Regions from separate parts of the Pan troglodytes genome. Here all the other regions are linked to region 3. The links are chromatin contacts, called in public Hi-C and HiChIP or PLAC-seq maps. All regions are on one chromosome and are shown on one strand. Each heading gives the region's core, a stretch centred on a gene start, on an enhancer-like site or on the middle of the called end of the contact. The rest is flanking DNA. Distances are from core to core; before and after follow the strand shown. Region 1 holds the start of LSM6 (LSM6 homolog, U6 small nuclear RNA and mRNA degradation associated). Region 2 overlaps C4H4orf51 (chromosome 4 C4orf51 homolog). Region 3 holds the start of ZNF827 (zinc finger protein 827).

Region 1 (3,892 bases), core at 914-3,413, 240 kb after region 3:
AAAACCTGCATACACATATTTATAGCAGCTTTATTCATAACTTCCCAAACTTGGAAGCAACCAAGATGTCCTTCTGTAGGTAAATGGATAAATAAATTGTGGTACATCCAAATAATGGAATATTATTCAGAACTTAAAAGAAATGAGTTGTCAAGCCATGAAAAGGCGCAGAGGGGTCTTAAATGCATATTTCTAAGTGAAAGAAGCCAGTCTGAACAGGCTACACAGTGGGGTGGTGCAGTGTATGCACCACTAACTGTGTACGGTATGATTCCAAATGTATGATATTGTGGAAAAAGGCAAAACTTTGGAGACAGAAAAAAGATCAGCGGTTGCCAGTGGGGAGGAAGGGATAAATAGGTGGAGCACAGAGAATTTTTAGGGCAGTGAAACTATTCTGTATGATACTGTAATTGTGGGTACATTTCATTATGCATTCGTCAAAACCTATAGAATGTGCAACACCAAGAGTGAACCCTAATGTAAACTTTGGCCTTTGGATGATAATGATGTGTCAGTGTAGGTTCATCAGTCCTAACAACTAAATGAAACTAAACTACATAAGTTAAACTAAAGCTTGCCAAAATATTTTTATGACTTTAAGGCTCCTTAATAAATTAATGTTTACATTCAGGGTTTTGAAGACTAGTATTCACCAAAGGTCTTGCAGTGTTTTCTTTGCATCATAAAAGATGCTGAAAGCAAAAACCTGGGAAATACGGAAAATTGCCTTGTGAGTTAGTAAAAGTCATTTATAAGCTGCTGAGGGGCTTTTGGGAACAGCCACACTTTTTATAAGCTTGTTAGCTCATGAATTAATTCAAGATGCCCACCCCGTGTGTCAAACTGGGCCCTTACCCAGCTACTCGCCTTAGAGAAGGTTGCAGCTGCTCGGCAGATGAACTAGGCCCTTAAAACTCCTCATGGCTCCCTACCCACCACACTAGTGTTAACGGCTCGATTAGGGCTCTGTAGGAAAGGGAAAGAAGTTTGAATCAAAAATTTTCTTTTTTTTTTTTAATAATTTAAACAATCAGTAAGGAATGTGCAATTTGATGTCGTTTGCAAAGAAAGTTTTTAGGAACAGGGCTTTTTATCCTATTATGTTTGTTCTTTGCATGTAATTATTTGATTTAAATGGTACTTTTCTTAAAATTTTTATTTACATTGTATTTTATATTGCAAGAACTTCAAATACAGCCCTCACAATAAATCAGTAACTGTTCGGTTTTTATCCAAACTGAGCTTTTATAGAAGGATATAAGGAAGTCTCTATTCTTTAACAAATCATATCCAGTTGTTTTCTGTCCCTAATATCAATCAAAAGTTCATTTCTTCTGCCTTTAACCAAAAGAAGTTTACAAGGGAGGAACTCTTTATCTTCGAAAAAAATTTTGCATCTTAGATTTTATAACACCTAATGGGGTTAAGGATCTGTGTTGAAAGATCTTATCACTCTGTGTATAGTGTTACAAATCATAAATATAATTAAAGTATAAGTTTTCAACTGATGAGAGTATATGTGGAGGGGGAAAAAGGAATCAAGTCCTGGTGTAACAGTTCTCTTCTTTTTCCCCTTCAATTCCATTAATAGAAAGAGTATTGAGAATTCATGCAAAATTCCAAACCAAGTTCCCATACTAGCACTGAAATAAGTCTGCACACCATTTCCAATAGGAACTAGTAATGTAACACAATTAATGTCATTATAATTTGGAGTTACTTGAGTGATTTTGATTATTTTTGTATCAATTAACATTGCCATGGAAACAGTCTCTTGCTAAAATGGCTTAAGTCTTCACACATTTAATCAATATCCAGAGGTAGATTTAAAGACTTGAGGTGTTTCATTTATTTATTTATTTGCTTTAAACTATTCAAGGACGTTTCTGGGTACACAATGCCGTTACTTAAACAGTAAATTCCAGTTTCCTATGACTTCAAGTTATTTTTTACACTTCTGTAAATAAATCCTGCCCAAAAGATCACTTCTAGTTTCCTGGAATTTTGTTTTTGTTTTGTATTGTATTTGTTTTGTACTCAGATTTCTGTTAGAGGAACTCCACTGCACCAATTTTGCTACTAGACAAACCAGGATTCTTGGATTTGCGCGCTTTGGTGCTGACAGGCTTTTTCGGCCTCAGCGGGCTGCCGTAGCAGAGAAGAGCACTGATTGGCTGAGGCAGAAAAGTGCCCCTGCCTCGGCGCTTTCGGTTTTGGCTGGGATCATCCGCGGCGGCCGGGCTCGTGGGGCGCTTGGAGTGAGGGTTCTGGTTCCCGCCGGCGAGGTGAGCCGCACCGCTGCGCGGGCCGACGACGGGGCCGGGCGCAGCCCCAGGTTCGGTGCCCCAGTGTTCAGTCGCGCTGTGGAGCGGCGGCTGCAGCGGCCCTAGGCCGGGCGAGGCAGCCCCGGAAAGGGCCTGCGGTGAACGGGCTGGGGCTCCGGGAAGGGACCGCTGGGTGGCGGGTCCCCGCGAAATGCCGCGTCCAAGCTCTCCGCGCATGGAATGGCTGGGAGAGGTCTGATGGTGGGCGCCGGGACCGCCCTCAGCGAGGCGCCTAGACTGCGCGGAGAGGAGCGGCACCGTCCCGGCTCCTACCGAGTTGGCGTCCGAGACCAATTCAGGTTGTTGAAGTTCCCCAGGGAGCCCCGACGCTTATCCCAAGATTCGGCGGGAAAGCGGATCCCGAACCCAGGCCTAGGCTTCGCCTGTCTTCCAGGAGGGCTTCAGGGAATTGCGAACCCTCCCCTACATCGGGGTGGCTGCGCCTGACCACAGGAATTAAAGGCTGGACTCGCCTGTCTTACCGAGTTGTCAGGTCGAGGAACCCGATTGTATGGTCTTAAGTCCTATCGCCCGAGGTTTTCTGTGCGTATGCGTGTCCGCACACCTGCATAGCAGGCATTTTTCAGGTGTGTAGGATTAAGATGATGCGGATTACCCTGCCCCACTGCTCTTAGTAATACGTGACTATTATAGAAAATTGCAAACATAGAAGACTTTAGTGAAGAAAACAATATTCACTGAACCCTTTCACCTACGATCATTTTCTCTTGTATGTGCTAGCTTCTACTTGAACTAAGAGTGTACATGTTTAATCACTTAACAGTATAGTTTCCCACTTCCATTTAAAAACTCTTCCTAAATATTATTCTAATTTTGTATCTTCTTTTGATTGTCCCATCATTGTGGGTCCCAGTGTCGGTCCCGTAAATTATTCAGTCATTTCCCGATTGTGGGACATTAGATTGCTTTTGAATTTTTACATCATCTTAGCATCCCAGATAGTGCTTTGATAAACTCTTTTCCCTCTATTTTTTAGATTCTTTCCTTGGACTAGATTCTCAGAAGTGAAATTATCAGATCAGATGCTGTCATCTGAAAGGTCTGTTTTAGGCCTTCATACACATTGCTGCAGTGTTTTCCAAAAAAGTTTTAGAGATGTTTGGCAATTTTACTTGCTTGAATATTGTGCAGAAATCTTGAGAGGCTTGTGTTTGTGGTGTGTGTGTGTGTGTGTGTCACTGGCGTTAATGCGTTAGACTACCTGAATGTTAGGGCAGGAAGAGACTTAAGTGGTCATCTGGCATAACTCCCTTATTTTGCAGATGAGGAACCTGGGGCCATGAGAAGTGAAATTATGAGTTATCCAAGTCACACAGCTAATTAAGTAGCAGAGCTGGGATTAGAACTCAGGTTTCCTGCCTCCCAAGTGAGTACTCTGTGCTGTATCAGGCAGTCTCTCACTGAACTGTGGCATAGTAGATACTAGAATTTAAAAATTTGTTTACATCACCTGGGTTATTCTCTCCTTTTAAAAGTGTACTAACAGATTTTAATCATCGGAGAGACCTGTAACACTGAAAAATTGGAAAGTGATCATTTTCATG
Region 2 (3,932 bases), core at 1,022-3,521, 210 kb before region 3:
TCGCTAATGGGAGAGGGTTGGATGACCCACGCTGGTTCCCAGGCAACCAGTCTATTTTAATGATGCTCTTCCAAAAATGGTGCAGTTTTTCTCAACTTTTCTGCTTAGGACCTGATAATGTTCCCAGGGAGCATTTCAAACATGGAAAGCCAGTGCGGTGGCAGACTGTGGAGGGAGTTGTTTGGGGGCATTTGTAGCTGCGTGGTCCCCTGAAAGTTATATTGTGTGGTCAACCAGGGACATCCCTTCACTGTAGGGTTGATGCCTGCTTCTAGGAAGGGTAGATGATTTCCTGAAAGTACATTTACTGAAAGCTGGCCTCTTGGGAGTTGCTTGGGAGAATCATTAACTATTGTTAAATAAATAAATCCCTCTTGCCTACATGGAGTTGTACTGGTGCCAAGCAATTCCATTGCCAATCAGTGTCTGCAGCTGTTCTGGGGAACAGCTGCTTCTCTCTGTAAGGTGCTTCCCCAACCCCTCCCAGAAAGGGAATTCTCTGTACTCAAAGTAGCCGCTTTTAAGTCAACCATTCCCAACAAATAAACGACATTAATCCTGCTCTTGTTTTTGTGGTGCAATAACAGACTAAAAGTACATGCACGTGCACACACACACACCACACAATTAATATGGGGCACATATTTGGAAAACCTTGGACCTAGAGTCCTGACCAAAAAAATAAATCATGACTTTTTATTTATGAGACAAGGCAAATCTTTTTTTTTTTTTTTTTTGAGACAGAGTTTCACTCTTGTTGCCCAGGCTGGAGTGCAATGGCGTGATCTTGGCTCACTGCAACCTCCACCTCCTGGGTTCAAGCAATTCTCCTGCCTCAGCCTCCCGAGTAACTGGGATTAACGTGTGTGCCACCACACCCAACTAATTTTTGTATTTTTAGTAGAGACAGGGTTTCACTGTGTTGGCCAGGCTGGTCTCGAGCTCCTGACCTCAGGTGATCTGCCCACCTTGGCCTCCCAAACTGCTGGGATTACAGGCGTGAGCCACCATGCCCGGCCGAGACAAGGCAAATCTTAATATTTTTAAATATATATAGTTTGGAAGAGAACAAGCACTGAGATATATAAATGCCCAATTTCCTGCATCAAAGCAATAAGTAGAGATTGAATGAAATTTTCAACGATCATTAACACTATTCTTAGTTCCGAAAGTATTTGCTTGCTGGGTAGTGCTTTTGGTAATCATTCTCTAAATATTTATATTCCTGTGTCCTATCTTGAAGAAGTTCCTGATGGAAACTGGAAAGCAGAGCATTCACATCCAGGAATGTGGGAACTAAAGGCATTAGGGAAACCTGGAAAGAATCTTACCAGAGAAGCAGTGGGGGCCGGTTAGGGATTGCAAGTGTTCCTGCCCTTTTTCTCTCCCACTTTATTAATCTGGCCCTCCTAACAGAGACACAATATATTAAACAGGAAGGTTAAGAGAGATGGAAGAAAATGCAGGATCAATCCCATCTCCTGCTCATGAATGATGTTTGGTTTGGAAGAGACAATTTAATTCCCAATTCTGTGGAAAAGTGACCTTTGCGGATGAGCGAGTGTTGACAACCAGGCCATTTTTCTCCAGCTTCATGGACGGTGCGATTCTGAAAGCAACGTTTGCTCATCTGAGGATTCAGAAGCTGATCGATACTCCGATTATGGCTGGGGAGGACCCTCATCGCCATTTAACTGAGTTGGAAAATGAAGCCACAATGCTGGAGGCGTGGAGTTTGCTTAATAAACAACTTTGAGGTATGGGGCCCTCCCAACACCCCCCCCCCCCACCCCGCCCCGCCCAGGAACGTCTGGACCCTGGCAGGTTGGCTTTCTGGGACAATTCCATGGGCTTCATTTATCAGTTTTTTCCCTTTTTAATTGGTGGAGAGAGACAAAAGTTTTTATAATCTTTATTAAATTTTCCTTTTTAAATAAATACCTGGGACCACATTTCTCTGCTAGAACCACAGAAATGGTGCTGCGGCCCCGACCGTCGGGGGCTCCGGCGTCACAGAGCCTGTCCCTTGTATCTGGGAGCCCCGGGGAAGGCGCAGGGGCGTGAGAAAGGCTCTTTGTATTCAGAGCGGTCACCCAGCAGAGCCGGAGCCTTCCACCGCCAGGTTTTCCTCCGCGCAAGGCGCCGCCGGGAAGCGAATTGGCTGCGACAGTCGCGGGGGCGGGGGCGGCCTCAGACGCGGCGGGCGCGCGAGCTCAGGGGCGGAGTCGTGGCCCTCCCGTCCCGGCTCCCTCGGTAGCTGCCTGCGCCCCCAAAGCCGCGCCCACGGCCCGCCCACCCGCCGCCTGCCCCTCCCCTCCCCGGTCCGCCCCTTCCCGCTCCTCCCGGCCCGCCCGAGCGGCCGTCTCTTTCTTCCTCCACGGCCCACCTCTTCTCCCCCACGATCCTCCTCCTCTAGCGTCCACAGGCCGCCTCCGCCGCCTACGACCCTCCTCCTGCTGATTCCCCCCCACCACCGCCCGCCTAGTCGCCCCCGCGGAGCGCGCAGGAGGGAGGGACCGGGAGCGGCAGGGGCTGCACATGACCTGGGGCGCGGGAAGGAGCCCGCTGCCGTCTAGGCCCGCGAAGGGCCTCGGCAGCCGCCGACTTCTGCGGAAAAGCAGAACGGTGTTTGGTTTACTAACGTAGCTGCCTCCTACCACTCTTCCTCCCCAGCCCCGCTCTCTGCTCCCCACACCCCCTTCCGTTTACTCCTAGTTACCAAGACCGTCCTTCTCTTAGGATTTCTGTTGAATAGAAAATACAATTAAAAGTCGCAGCACCACCCCTGCCTCCCGCCCCACAAACTCCTAGTGATTATTTTTGTCTCTTAGCCCTAGGTTGGGTTAAATACATTCCCCGGGAGCCATCTGGTCTGATTCCCGGCAACCTTCGTATGGTTTCCATTAAGCTCTCCAAAAGCATGCATTGAAAAGGCAGCCCTGTAGCCACTTAGGAACCTCCAGAGTTTTGCCCTGGCCAGCCCTGGTAGACATCCCAGGCAGAAGGAGAGAAAGGCCTCTGTTTAGGTTCCGAGTCTAGTACCTCATGATCCTGGTTTTAATCTCGAATTTCTTGGCTTTTCCTAGTCCAAGAAAATACAGTTCTCCAAGGTAATGGCTATCATTAATTCATCATTTGTTTTTTACTATACGCAGAGGATAGCTGATTAGAATTCTGTTTTAATTCTAAAAATGAAGGCTAACAGCTTTACAGATAGGTTTCAACAGTAACCTGGCCACACAAGTTCAATTTGACCAGCAACATTGGTATGGTGGGGTCTACACCTTCTCGCCTGTCTGTCCACCATTCCTTAACCCCCAAAAGGCAAAGAACAAATGTTTGCTTGTGGAAACATATTCCCTCACACGTGGGTTAGGGCTTGTGTCCAAGAAAAAGGGAACCGGCAGGTTCATAGACTCAGAGTGTTGTAACTAGAGTGTTCCTTAGGATTCATCCGAGATGTATATCCATTGATTGAGGACACTCAGAAAGTGGAGGGGCTTCGGGAAGGTCACATGGCTGATGAGTACAGTACTGCAGCCTAATTTGGGGACGGGAGGGTGGGGAAGAGACCTGGGCATCAAGAGCTTTATCATATACAGCAAGGAAGATTGTGGTCAAACCAATTCATTAGTGGCACATCCTGAATCTCCCCAGTCCCTCAGCCGCAGTCCCATCTCTGTCCTGCTCTGTGCCTCCCTGTTTGCGGAGTTAGAGCCCTTTGCTATTCTTCCTGTTTCCCCACTCCCGCCCTGACCGTGTGATTTTTATTTGGGTTTTAAAAATGAAACCAGGTGCTGCATAAAACAAAAGCAAAGTAATAACAAGGAAAGACTAGCCAATGCCTGAGGAATGTGCTGAGTTTTATGACTCAGGCTGTCCTAGCAAAGAGCTTGGACTGACAGCGAGAGGTGGGTGGCACGGAGCACAGA
Region 3 (4,480 bases), core at 1,105-3,604:
CCTGGCCCGAGCAGCCCGCGCCCCCCTCCCGGTCCCCTGGGCAGGCACCGCCGCGGTTATTTCGCGAGGGGGAGATCGATCGCCCTGCCTGTCTGCAGCGGAAACGCACACGCTCACACACAGCCCGAGCCCGAGACACCATAACCTTAACCCTTCCCCCACCCTCCGTGAACTTCAGGTGACCGACCACGTCGGCCTGACACCCGGGCGGGCGGGCGCTCCGGCTCCACTCCCGCCCCCAGCCCGGGTTTTGCAGGATCGGGCTCCGAGCAGCGCCAAACCGCCAGGAGAGGGGAGTAGTGTGGGGGGAGAGAAGAGAAATTGACCCTCCGTCTCCCCCGACCCCTCCCTCCGGCGCCTCCCGCGTCCCCTCCTCCCCGTCACCCCGCCCCACGCCTTCTCCCCTGCCCCCTCTTCCCTGCATTCAAGGAGCCGGGCGGCCCCGGGGGATATTTTTAGTTGCTTCTTTCTCCTTCACTTTTAGCTTTAGCAGCATCTCGAAACACTCAAAGCGGAGAAAGACTGGGGGGTTGGGGGGAGCTGGAGAGGGAGTGGGGGAAAAGTTAAGAGTCGCGCAAAGAAAAGCCGGAGGGCGGGCGGAGAGGGACCGGGGGCGCGGGTGGAGGAGGGGAAGGGGACCGGGCCGTGCCGGCGGGTGTGTGTCTCCAGTTGGCGTGTGTGGCTGCCGCCGGGGAGGGCTGTGATGCACTTTAGTCCTGGACTCTGCTCAGGCTCGCCAAGGAGGGGGTCTGAGAGCCCGAGTCTCGCCCGGCTCCGTCTGCTCCGACTGACCCCGCATTTTATTGCGGCCAGGAGCCCTGCTCCTCCCTCCCCTCCGCTCTGCAGGGACCTCGCGCGCCGCGAGCCGCCCTGCCTCCTGCCTTCGCCTCGGCGCAGCTCCCGCACCCCACATCCGCCCGCCGCTGCCCGGCCTCGCCCCCCGCCCGGCCGCCCCGCGCCCCGGCGCGCCCCCTCGCCTCGGCGCCGCGGGAGCAGCCGCCCGGCGGCGCGTGTGTACCCGTGTGTTTGTGTGCGGTGCCCCTACACCCTCCCCAGCCGCTCCCGCCTCGCCCGCCCCCGACTCCCCTCCTCCGCCGCCGCCTCCTCCACCTCCGCCTCCTCCTGCTCCAGCCGCCGCCGCCGCTGCCGCCGGCGGCTCGGGGGCCGACCAACCCCGGCGCAACCTTTAGCCAGGGACGGACCTCTCCCTGGATCCTGTACCCGGCGGCTGCTGCGCGCCCTCTCCCTGACACCCCCAAACGCCATGTCACGGCCCCCAGCCCTCCGCGCGCCCCGACCCCCGCACCCTCAGGCGCCGGAATCCACAAGGAATTTTTTTTTTTAAGATTCCAACCTCTCCCACCTCCCCCCACCAAACCCCCGATAAAACCCCCGGCATCCACACTACTCCCCTCCTCCCTTCTCTTGCCCCCTCCCCCCAGCAACCCAGAGTGAGGAGGGGGAAGGGGAGGGAAAGGGAAAAAAAAGCCCAATCTCAAGGAAAAAAAGAGGGGGGGGGTGAGAGAAAGAAAGAAAAAGAGAGAGAGAATAGAAAGGGCACGGGGCTGATCATCACCAACATGGCTGCCTCAGCATAGACCTAAACGAGGAGTAACCCGGGCTGTGTCTTTGTTAGTTTCACCTCTGTAACCCTAAACTAATGCAGAAAACAACGGAGGAGGCTGCGGAGGGGAAAGAGGAGAGGGAGGGCGAGAAAATGGCACGAGAGGAGGTGGAGAAGGGATGACTTACGTGAGGGAAGGCGCTTGGGCTGCTCCTGCTTCCTCCTGGGCATTTTCCCCCTTTTCTCACATTCTCCTCCTTGGTTAATGTGAGATCAAATAAACCCCCGTGGGGGCAGAGAGGCAGACACTGGCAGGAGCGGGGAGGTAGTTGGGGGGCGGGCGGGCGGGCAGGGGGAAACCCCTTCTCCGGTGTGTGCAATGGGTTGAAGCTTGTTTCCTGGAGCCAGAAGAGGGGTTTTCTTCTTTTCTTTCCTTTCTTTTTTCCTTTTTTTTTTTTTTAAATTTTTGGTCGTGCACCTGGCTTGTCCCCGAGCGTAATATTCTTCAATGGAAACGGATCTAATAGGTGTGAGTGTGTGTGTGTCCTATGCTCGCGTGTGTGATGGGAGGTATAAATAAATGAGTGCCAGTGCGGCGGTGTCTATGGCCGCGCTCTGTGTCTCCGAGCCCCTAACACTAATGTCGGGATCAAAGGGCAGCGGCGGCGGCAGCACAGCTCACAGCTCGCTCTCTTGCTCTCTCTCTCTCTTTCTCGCTCTCTCTCCTCTCGCGCTCTCTCTCTCGCTCTCTGTCACACACACACACTCACACACACACAGAGGCACAGACTGAGGGAAAGAGCGAGAGCTACACACACACACGCACGCACACACACACACAGAGCAAAGAGGAAGGTGCCCCAAGGCTCCCAGGGCGGACTCAGCCTCGGATTTACAACCGCTCTGTCTGGAAAGAATGGGGGGCGCGCGTGCGGGGGTGGGATGGAGTTCTTCAAATTTATCCCGCTAGTCACCAAATCTAGGGGGAAAAAAGTTTTTCCCACTCTTTAAACAACGATTAGTTCATTATTTTACTGATTTTTAAAAAGGAAATAAATTTCTCTCTTAACTTTCTTTTGTTTATTAAGCTACATTTTGTTCTGTATGAAATTCTGCAGGCTTTTGTCCCTACCCCATCACCTTAAATCTGGAGGTTATCGTCTCCCACACACTCTTCAAAAACATTCCAAAAAAACTAATTTAAAAAAAATGAAAAGACAACATATGGTGAATCAATAACTTGGTTGACAGTTGACAGAATAAGTGCCCAGTTTTGGAGTGTCCACTGGAGTTAAAACTGAAAAATGCTCCTAAATGAACATTACAGCTACTTGACAAAGAGAGGAAAATAAGATTAGGTCACCCCTGATGGTTGCTTTAACTGCTACGTGATACTCCTAGAGTGCACACAGCAATCTTTACTTCGGAAATTCACTTTTTCCCCTGCTATATACTGCAGGTATATGAAGTTTACCCTGAAGCAATTCCAGTGTGCATTATGAGCCCAATATAGCAGTTTTCATTAACTGATACATACTTTCATTACCTTACAAATCACACATCTTTCTTCAAAGAGAGACATAAAGAAGGAAAATAGAAAAGGACGGGTCTCACTCGAACACAAAAGGTACTTGGTGAAAGAGGACTGTTCTCTTTGTGACTTGCAGTCATTTGGATAAAAGTTCACTCAGAGGTTGTTAATGATTTAAACTCCAAAACCTGCTACTATAATTGAAATAAAAATGGTCTGAAGAAGAGTTGTTTCATAAAACTCTCTTTGTAAGAGGAAACTTTGAACTTAGCAGAATACATTATATGTCATGAGTCAGATGTAGCTAAAAAATAAAAAGGTGCATTATTTAACTACATCTTCCCTTTTTAGCTTTTTTAAAACTCTGACTCATCATCTTATTATGTTAAATATTTTCCTACCAATTTTTAAATAGACCTTTTCATCAAAGAAAGTGGAGGCACAGTAAAGACATAGAACATTAAAATGACACTCTATAAGCCTACATGGATAACTCATGCCTCTTTGAGGTTGAGTTAATTCTTACAACTTCAGTGGTGTTAAAGAGAGCCATGGGGGTTAAATTCTGACCTGCCTTATTAAAAATAATAATAAGGCTTTATATTGCACACTTTTATAAGTGAAGCTTAAAGAGTGCTGTATCTCCCAAAAGATGTCTTTCACTGATAGAGAAATCTCACGTTCAACCCCTCCCTGCCAACTCCCCCCAAAAGATCTAGCTTCCCAGTAACAAGTAATGCTATTGAAAGCGAGGTTTGAAACACCTGCATGAATTCAATCTAAAACCAAAACAGAGAGCAGTCAAGTTTAAAATGGAGCATCCTGTAATCCCAGCACTTTGGGAGGCGGAAGTGGGCAGATCACGAGGTCAAGAGATCCAGACCATCCTGGCCAACATGGTGAAACCCCGTCTCTACTAAAAATACAAAAATTAGCTGGGCGTAGTGGCACACTCCTGTAGTCCCAGCTACTTGGGAGACTGAGGCAGGAGAATCACTTGAACCTGGGAGGCGGAGGTTGCAATGAGCCGAGATCGGGCCACTGCACTCCAGCCTGGCGACAGAGCGAGACTCCATCTCAAAAAAAAAAAAAAAAAAAGGAGCATCATCCTTAAACCAGTTCTTCCTCGAGTGTTGGTTTTAAAAAACTGGTAGTTAGGTTGCCCTGCATTATAATTTGAAATATAACTATCTTTCCACTCAGGTCAAATTCAATTTGCCATAATTTTGACTATTGTCGGTGACATTGGACTTGAAATTAATATATTAATGATAAATTAGAGCCCATCCTTTCCAAGTAGACCAACGCCCTGAGTGTGTAGAATCTTTACAGCTGAACAAAATGGTCACCACACTTCACCACTGCTCTCTCAGAACCTTTGGCTA

Evidence for each region. Hi-C and Micro-C count contacts between places; a contact is called where the count stands out from the background. HiChIP or PLAC-seq counts read pairs in DNA pulled down with a chosen protein or histone mark.
Region 1: an H3K4me3 HiChIP or PLAC-seq map of stem cell-derived excitatory neurons shows a contact between it and region 3, with 3 times the contacts expected there. The contact joins the promoter of LSM6 here to the promoter of ZNF827 in region 3. A contact is called at or near these places in 1 of 7 Hi-C or Micro-C datasets (stem cell-derived neural progenitor cells) and 1 of 1 datasets of contacts at active chromatin or transcription factors (stem cell-derived excitatory neurons).
Region 2: a Hi-C map of stem cell-derived neural progenitor cells shows a contact between it and region 3, with 13 times the contacts expected there. The contact joins the enhancer-like site here to the promoter of ZNF827 in region 3. A contact is called at or near these places in 1 of 7 Hi-C or Micro-C datasets (stem cell-derived neural progenitor cells) and 1 of 1 datasets of contacts at active chromatin or transcription factors (stem cell-derived excitatory neurons).

What each region holds. Positions count from the first base shown.
Region 1 is chr3:147,960,922-147,964,813 of NHGRI_mPanTro3-v2.0_pri, forward strand. LSM6 (LSM6 homolog, U6 small nuclear RNA and mRNA degradation associated) reads left to right here and starts at 2,164. Exons shown (of 4, transcript XM_003310475.4): 1 at 2,164-2,288.
Region 2 is chr3:147,520,115-147,524,046 of NHGRI_mPanTro3-v2.0_pri, forward strand. It overlaps C4H4orf51 (chromosome 4 C4orf51 homolog), which reads left to right. Exons shown (of 9, transcript XM_054683420.2): 6 at 1,591-1,757. The coding sequence ends at 1,698. Among named protein-coding and RNA genes, the nearest start is that of C4H4orf51, 51 kb to the left of the region's middle. Within about 2 kb of position 2,272, at least 22 of the 24 cell types and tissues checked have an H3K27ac peak or open chromatin away from gene starts, as enhancers often do. A contact at or near this core is called in stem cell-derived excitatory neurons and stem cell-derived neural progenitor cells, where this site is marked.
Region 3 is chr3:147,725,390-147,729,869 of NHGRI_mPanTro3-v2.0_pri, forward strand. It overlaps ZNF827 (zinc finger protein 827), which reads right to left and starts at 2,355. Exons shown (of 14, transcript XM_016952308.4): 1 at 1,753-2,355. The coding sequence starts at 1,795.